Regions from separate parts of the Capra hircus genome. Here region 1 is linked to region 2. The links are chromatin contacts, called in public Hi-C maps. All regions are on one chromosome and are shown on one strand. Each heading gives the region's core, a stretch centred on a gene start, on an enhancer-like site or on the middle of the called end of the contact. The rest is flanking DNA. Distances are from core to core; before and after follow the strand shown. Region 1 overlaps LOC102178601 (a long non-coding RNA gene). Region 2 overlaps SH2D4B (SH2 domain-containing protein 4B).

What was found. Hi-C and Micro-C count contacts between places; a contact is called where the count stands out from the background.
Region 1: a contact with region 2 is called in a Hi-C map of blood, with 5 times the contacts expected there. The contact joins two enhancer-like sites. A contact is called at or near these places in 2 of 5 Hi-C or Micro-C datasets (blood and liver).

What each region holds. Positions count from the first base shown.
Region 1 is chr28:10,004,066-10,008,299 of ARS1.2, reverse strand. The region is part of intron 1 of LOC102178601 (a long non-coding RNA gene); the gene reads right to left. Among named protein-coding and RNA genes, the nearest start is that of TSPAN14, 12 kb to the right of the region's middle. Within about 2 kb of position 1,564, at least 2 of the 5 cell types and tissues checked have an H3K27ac peak or open chromatin away from gene starts, as enhancers often do.
Region 2 is chr28:9,868,128-9,872,309 of ARS1.2, reverse strand. It overlaps SH2D4B (SH2 domain-containing protein 4B), which reads left to right. Exons shown (of 7, transcript XM_005699280.3): 5 at 1,471-1,687. Among named protein-coding and RNA genes, the nearest start is that of SH2D4B, 52 kb to the left of the region's middle. Within about 2 kb of position 2,804, at least 1 of the 5 cell types and tissues checked has an H3K27ac peak or open chromatin away from gene starts, as enhancers often do.

The sequences.
Region 1 (4,234 bases), core at 315-2,814, 140 kb before region 2:
TTTTGAGCAAAACACGGGAGGCAGTGAAGGACAGGGAAGCCTAGCATGCTGCAGCCCATGGGGTCAGAAAGAATCGGACACGACTTAGCAACAACACAACAACAAATTCCCACAGTTAACAAATTGACCTTTTATAATTTTAACAAAGTAGATTGCCCTGAACATTTGAAGTTAAGTGTAATCAATGACACTCTTCCCAATTCTGATGATTCAGTCTCATAAATGTTTTAAACACCTTTAAAAGTCGACCAATAAGACTATAATCATCACAAAACCGGATCTGCATACTCATACTCAAACTGGTTGCAGATGCTAATGTGTAGATGAAACTTTGTTTATTATCTCCAGTCAGCAGCCCTAGCAGCAGACCAGAGAGACACTATGCACTCATTTGCCACGCGTCACTGCCCTCTCCTGGGGCTCTCATGCAGCAGCTCCACTGGAGTCCCCTCACCAGAGTTCTGTACCCCAAACTGTCCTGGACAGAGTGGCTGGACCAGAGGTGGGTCCTGGATTCTGAGTTAGGAGCCCATGGACTGCTGAGGTATGCAAGGCAGACCAACCTGCAAAACTAGCACAAAAGTTTTGTCCAAGAAGTGATGTAGAGGGTGACAGTCAACCAAGGCAATCAGCTTCTCACTCTTGGGGTACACAAATGTGCCTCTCTGAAAGAGGAAGAGGGCAAGGGCTGAAGACTCGCAGAGGGCAGCAGGCAGAGCCCCCTCCCAAGGAAGCTGGGGGCCAGTTGGCCAGAAGTAGCTGGAGCAGGAGAAAGAAAGGGAGACACTGGGGCTGAAGTGTGAGTGGTGCTCTGGAAGCTGGTGACGTGGGAGCCTCCAGGCCCCTTCTTCTGAAGGACCTGGCTAAGCGGGGGGCCGGCTGGCTCCTTCCTGCTGTATTCTCACACAGAGGGAATGGGCAGATGTTCGGAGCTGAGGTGATAACACGTGCTGTGGCCAAGTGCACTGGAAACAGAAGCAGATCCAGAGACCTGTGTGCAGGAAGTAAGGGAAGCAGGACAGGGTGGAGGGAGAAATTGAACTGAAACTGAACTCTGGCTTCATCTGACCCCATGGGGAGGCCAGAGCCAGGATCACTCATCACTTGTCCAGAAGTGAGGTAAGAGGGTTTGGCGAGCTCTAGGTCTAAGCACTCTGGGTGAGGCAGCTTCCTCCAGCCAGAAACCATTCAACAGATTCCAACACTGGGTCCTGAAGGGCAGATTCCAACCCTGGGTCCTGAAGGGCAGGCTGTGCAGACACCCCTGAACCAGAGGTGACAGACTGGATCACTGAGTGTAAAGAAGGCCAGTGGTCAAAGCCGTGGTTACGGAGACCTGCTCAGATGTGGTTATGGGGACCAGGCTTGCGGAGCCTCTGCAGTGTTCAGGGACATGAACTTCTCAAGGCCTGGGGGAAGGGGAGCATGGAATCAAGTTCTCCTTCTAGACTAGGGCTGGGGCTCATGAGAGAGGGCAAGTCTGGTGATAACATGAAGTGTGGCCAGTGCATGGAAGATATCTAAAGGCACATGAGCACCAGAGAGCCTGTGGAGACGGTGGAAGCAGGGAAGAGAAGAAACATTTACAGGAAGGGAGATCGGATACTCAGAGGAGGAGGTGCATAGTCCTGTCTGAGTGGGTAACTAGGAGAGGGGAGCCAGCAGAACTAGTGCTCCAGGAAGGAAGCAGCCTCAGACCAGACCGAAAGCCCTTTCCTCCCGCCCCCACACACAGAGCAGTGGTTCCATAAAGCCAGTTCAGCTGGCTGCCCCTAGATGGCAGTGTCTGCACGTGCAGCAGCTAGCACGCACTGCTCCCCAGGGACAGCCAGCTTCTCCCATGGAACCAGGGGAAAGTCCCCAGAGCTGAGGCTGCCAGGCAGAAGCGCTTGTGATGGGTACAGCATCCACCTCTGCTCTGCTCTGCTTCAGGCAGGTGGGGCAGGTGCCTCTTTGTCCCTTTCCCTGGGGTTCCTATCAAGGGTCCCTCCTGGCAGAGCCTGAGCATAGGGGTCCCAGGGGCTCAGTGAATCCCCAAATCCATGTGATCATGACTCTCCAGTTTGGGGTGGAAGATTGAGACACAAAGGTCTGGACATAAAGCTAACAGTTCTGGTTCCACATCTTATGGGGTGAGTGACTCACTCTGAGCCTACCTTTCCACATTGTTTTACAAACGCATAGATTTGTGAAAGTCATTTCACATGAGATTATTTCAGAAGGAATAATTCTTCACTGTCAAGTGATTTTCACATTTGCACACAGTCCACAGTTCCCCTAGTGGACAGCTGTCAGGGGCAAAGCTAGGGTTGACCTTGCTCTTAATCTCGCTGATGGGCACCCTCCCTCTGATGTCTTACTGGCAACATCTGGACCTTCCTGCTTTGGCAAAACTGTCAAGGCTGGAGGACCCTGGGAGGTTACCTACTAAACAACTGTCCCCTCTCCCCCACCCTCAGTTTATAGGTTGGACAACTAAGGTGAGATGGGTAGGACTCCTCGTCACCATCATCTATGACAGTCCTGGCCTCCGCCATTAAAGTATGCTCCACTGTGTCCTGTGCTCACACATGGATTCCTATTACAAATTCTACAGTCTGTTAGGGATACTTCTGAGGACAGAAGACCCACAGCCGCGGTGGCTGCTGCATATTGGAGCAAGAAGCCCTTGGAAATTTACAAATTCTTTAAAACAGATATTTGGGTAGGCATTGGGTGACAGGCTAAGAAATTACTTTCTTTTCTGTTTACCTTTCTCCACGGCTCCCTGATCTTTTCAAGAAAGGCAACCTTAATTCAAGACAGCTGAATGAAAGATGTTAGCGCCCGGCTCACCTGAGTCCTGCCATACTTGACCCTGACTTCCTCACTCCAAGTGTCCTGATTCTTTCATTCCAGCTCAATCATTCCCTCCCATGGGTAAATCCCTCTGTCTGACCTAGCCTCGTGCAACCACTCCTGTCTTCTGTAGTCAATGAGGGCCCTCCAGCTCCACTCCCATCTTCTCCTTTCTCTCCATCTACTGGCCCTTCCAGCTATCACTTCTCTCCCCCAACACCCACAACTCATGACACAACACTTCAGTGGTTTCTCCTCAATTGTCTCCAACCCTCTGTACCATTGTTTTCTATTATGCCTTTCCAGCAACCCCCTCCACACTTTGATCACTTCTCCTGTCTGCGCTCTCTACACCGGGACATATCCCAGTTGCTGAGGACTGATGAAGGCTGTCTCATTTGAGCTGTGACTCTGACTCTGGTTCACTATCCTCAAACCTTCCTGCCTGCCTTCCTCAGAAGCTTCTCTCATTTTCTACTAAGTTTCTCTAAAAATCCCTGGATCCCACCAAACAGCCACTTTCTTTTAACAGGTGACCTATTTCTCCTATTTTCAGAAGAAAAAAAAAAAAAAAGGCTGCTTTCACTCAGGGACCCCCACTAAACCCACAAACATCTGCATCCAACTCAGCTCTTCCCCCATCCTCTTGTCTCCATGGAGCCCCATCTGTCCTCCAGTTTTTGGTTGCCCACTTGTCCTGAATTCCAGTCCCTCCCACGTTCTCCAGCAAGCATCATCTCTTTTCCTTCAGACTCTTCAATCTCTCCTCTTCTACTGTCTTTCCTGCATCATTTAAACATCTTCAAGTCTCTCTCTTCTTAAAAAATCCAAACAAACCTCTTCCTCAGTCTCTTACCCCCATCCTCTTCCAGCTAACGATCTCACTCTGAACCTCATTTAGTCTCCAGCCCACTTTTGACTCAGTTATTTCACTCACCCAGCTCTCTGGAGCTGCCGACCGCCGGGGTCACTCCTCAGCTTTGTCTTGCAGTCCTCCTTACATCACTGGAAACTGGGGGCTGCTCCTTCCTTCCTGAAACCCTCATTTCCCTTGACTTGTATACATACTACCTTTCTGTCTTTGCACCTGCCTTGCTGACTGCTCTTTCTCAGGTTAATTAATCCCTCTTCTTTTTCTCTTTCTGGTTGACCCCACATTAATCGCTATTCGGCCTTGGTTACTCTCCTTTCTCAACTCCCAGTCCTAAGATAATTTCCTCTACTTTCATAGTTATTAATCACCATCTCTGTGCAGCTCTCTCAAGAATCATTCCCCTTTTCTTTCTGTCAAATAGGCTCGGGACTTATTTTTTAAATTACATTTCCCAGCCTCTCATGGAGCTAAGCACTGCCATGTGACCAGACTTGGCCAATGAGGGATAAGCAGCAGGCAGCG
Region 2 (4,182 bases), core at 1,555-4,054:
TGGAAAAGCTCCTGTTGACCTTTCCAGGCCCAGTGGGGTGCTCAGTCTCCTGACCCCCTCACAGAACCTGAGTGCTGCAGCCCCTAAACTCCGACAAGACTTGCTGGGTTCCTATTCTCCTTATGCTACAGATATTTATTTGTCTTATTCTCCCAGCTACGCTCTGAGTGTCCTGCGGGAACAGTCTCGTCTTTGCTATCTCTATATTCAGCTCAGAGCCTGGCAGGGTTAAATACTTAATGGGGTGCAGCCGTTCAAGCATATGTATCACCTGCTGACGGATGCATATGCTGATGGAATGCAGCAATGAATAGACCAAAGAAAATCCCCCTCCCGCCACCCTGGCACTCTCAGTCTAGGTGACCTCCACTTCTATAAATACTTTCTGAGGGACAGACTTCCCGCTGCCTTCCTCAGATCTGGGAGATGGTGTGTTTTGAGAATGGACTTAGACTGCTTGAAGAGGAGACACTCTTTCTTTAAGGATGAGGACCATTTGCCTTGTATCCTGCAAGCGCCAAAAGAACCCAGGTCCCTGGCATTGGTAGGTTGCAGTTGCGTGCCCCACAGGTGTTGGATGACCTTTGGATCAGACTTGGACTTTGGGTAAGATTTTTCTTAAGGCTTGGGCCAAGGCAATCCCTGGACCTGTGCAATGAGGACACTGCCAGCTCCAAGAGTTCTCTACAAAAGGCCTGGATTGTAGGGGCAGATGGGGCCTGATTTGATGCAGTCAGACCACAAAATAATCCGTTTTAATTCGAGACCGTGCTTCAGAGGTCTTCCTCGCTCTGTGCACTTTCCCGGCTCCAGGACTTCCTTTTGAGTTTTAGAAGCAGAAACTTGCAGATGTCCAACCTGCCTCGAGAGACACAAAAAGACATGCTGGTGAGGGGGCGTCACGGCAGACACGGCAGCTCTGTGGCTACAGAGTCACTGAAGCACCTCTTCCCTGCCTCCAGCACACTCACCCGCCAGCTTCAAGGCCTCAGGGAACCAAAGAGAAAGGGAGCCGGAGCCAGGACTCCTCCTCTGGTAGCGGGGAGTATGGGTCCCTGCCAGGCTTGCCCACTGACCCAGCTTCTTTGGCACTCAGTTTCCACATGAGTACCATGAGGAGGGATGATCTGAAGGGCTCTTGTGGCTTTTTGTAGGAAACAGCAGGGGCTGTGGTATCAGACACACCTGATTTTATTTATATTTTTATTGATTTATTTTTTAAAATTTTGGCTCCACTGAATCTTCACTGTGGCATGCAGACCTTTTCTCTAGCTGGGGTGTGGGCTTAGTTGCCCCATGGCAGGAGGGATCTTAGTTCCCTGACCGGGGATTGGACTCCCATCCCCCGCACTGAAAGGCAGATTCTTAACCACGGGACCACCAGGGAAGTCCCTGGAAATACCTGACTTTAAAAGGAAGAAAGCTTGGGAAGTGGGTACCGTGGTGAACGTGCTCTCGCTTCCTTTCCAGTGCGTCGATCCAAGGCGGCTGACGAGGAGAGGAGCCGCCGAGCCCAGCGCGCCCGGGATGAGTACCAGCGTCACTCGCTCCGCGCCATCCAGAAGGGCACCGTTGCCGGACTCAGCTCCAGGTTCCGAGAGCTCGGCCAGAGCCACGAGCAGGAGGCGAGACTCTACCACCACCTCCCAGGCCCGGGGCCCCTTTCACCCCTGGCTGTGCCTGGCAGGTGGGTCGTGGTGTTGTTTGAGACCTTTGGTTATTGCCAACAATGCCCTTAGTAAGTAACCTTGTAGACATTAATTTTATACTCTGGCAACTACTATCTACAACAGAGATTCCCAAAAGTGGGACCACTGGATTAAGGGCTACATGCATGTATAGTATTGATAGCTAAGGCCAATTTGTCCTCCACAGAGATGGTGCCAGTGAGCACTCTCATTCTTTAGCCTTGCCAGCAGTATGTTGTCAGATTTTTTTTTTTTGTGAGAAATAATATCTCAGTGAAAGTTTAAATCTGCATTTCATGAGATGAAGTATTTTGTATATGTTTAAGGGTTTTTGATATTTCCATACCTGTCTCTTCCTATCCTGCCTCTTCATTGTGTTATTGGTCTTTTTGTCATCTATTTTTTTGTTTATTGTTATTCAGTTGCTAAGTCGTGTCCAACTCTTTGCAGCCCCATGGACTGTGGCACACCAGGCTCCTCCGTCCTCCATTATCTCCTGAGTTTGCTCAAATTCATGTCCACTGAGTCAGTGATGCTGTCTAACCATCTCATCGTCTGCCATTCCCTTCTTCTTTTGCCTTCTGTCTTTCCCAGCATTAGGATCACTTCCAGTGAATCAGCTCCTCACATCAGGTGGCCAAAATATTGGAGTTTCAGCCTCAGTAACAGCCCTTCCAATGAATATTCAGGGCTGATCTATTTTTAGGAACTCCTAAAATATAGGGGAAAAGAGTCTCTTCTTTATGATAAAACATTTCCCCCCCTCAACCTGTCATTTGTCTTTTGACTTTTACGATCACGTTTCCTGTCGTGCAGGAATTCTTGATTTTTATGAGATCAGAGTTTCTTTTATGTTTACTGGATTTAGAGACATAGTTAGAAATCTTCTTCCTCTTGTGCTTTTTTTTTTTTTTTAAGGAGACAAATAATTTGTCCTTCAGGCTCAGAAGATAGAGCTGCATGGATTGTTGCAGTCTGGCTCCAGGCTGTCTGGGTGTAGCTGTCAGTAGGGGAGAAGTGACAGCCACAGGGAGCCCCCTTGCGTGGGGTGGGGGAACCAGGGACCAGGCGGATGGAATGGCAGACCCAGGCACCAGAAGCCGTGCATCAGCCTTTTTCCTGTGGCTGTCCTGTGGCACAGGTCCCTGTGGCCTCACTGCCCTCAGCACTGTGGTGCCAGCACATGCTTGCCTGGCTGTACTGGGGGCAGACACAGGGTTGATGGGAGAGAGCTGCAGGGGCAGGAGCAAGGCTTCTGGGCAGGTGGCCTCTTGGAGCATCTCCCCCTAGCATTTACATTCTGGGGAATCAGATTCTCTACTTGGAAACAGAGGGACAAGAGTGAATGAATTTTCCTTGCTGTCATGTATAACCTCCTCTTGCCTTCTGAGGATAATGAGTCTTAGAAACCAAAGGATTTTTCCTCCCCAAGCATAATTATTTACTGGGGAATGCAAGTGTGAAGGAAGAGGTTGGGGGCAGGACGGTTGTTTCATAAAGAGAAAGGGACTCAGAGGTTCCTGAGAAGAGGAAAATGCTGAAGGGTGGATACAGGGCGGCAAAGCTGGTTAGAGGCGCTCTGCCTATGGAGGTGGCTGTGGGGAGGAAGGGATTTGGAGAACAGCCCCACTGATCATGCCTCTGAGCCGTTCAGTGGAACCTCACCCCCTGTCTTGTGTGTTAGTTGCTCGGTCGTGTCTGACTCTTTCCGACCCCATGGACTGTAGCCCACCAGGCTCCTCTGTCCATGGGGATTCTCCAGGCAAGAATACTGGAGTCGGTTGCCATGCCCTCTTCCAGGGGATCTTCTCAACTCAGGGATTGAACCCAGGTCTCCTGCATTGCAGGAGGATTCTTTACTGTCTGAGCCTCCAGGGAAACCCTGTCTTTCTTATGCAATCATTTAAAAAATCTGCAGTGTTCACTACCGCAGGTGAGTACAGGGATTCATTTTAGGGCAGAAAAATAGGAGCTCATTCTGGGGTTTGCCAGGAAGTCCTGGGCTCGTTGTCCGTTTTTGTTGGTGCAGAGGAAATGCAATGACTGCCTAAGGGGACAGCTGATGTTTATTGTATATGAGAAGATGACAGTGGTGGTGAATTCTAAATGCCAGTGCTATTAGGTGGACCAGACAGCAATGACCGTGAGAATTTGCCAGGTTTCTGTCACTCAGGTGGAAAGGTGAAAAAGTTGCAGTTGTTTAAGGTGGGCCCAAAGTCTGCTCTGCTTTCATACCATAAATTAATATAATGGAATTTTTGAGCTTCCCTGGTGGTTGAGTGGTAAAGGATCTCCCTGCCATTGCAGGAGGCGTGAGTTTGATCTCTGGGTGGGGAAGATCCCCTGGAGAAGGAAATGGCAGCCCATTCCAGTATTCTTGCCTGGGAAATCCCATGGACAGAGGAGCCTGGCAGGCTGCAGTTCATGGGGTCACAAAACAGCTGGGCATTACTTAGCGACTAAACAAGAACAAATCTTGCTCCGCAGACAGTGG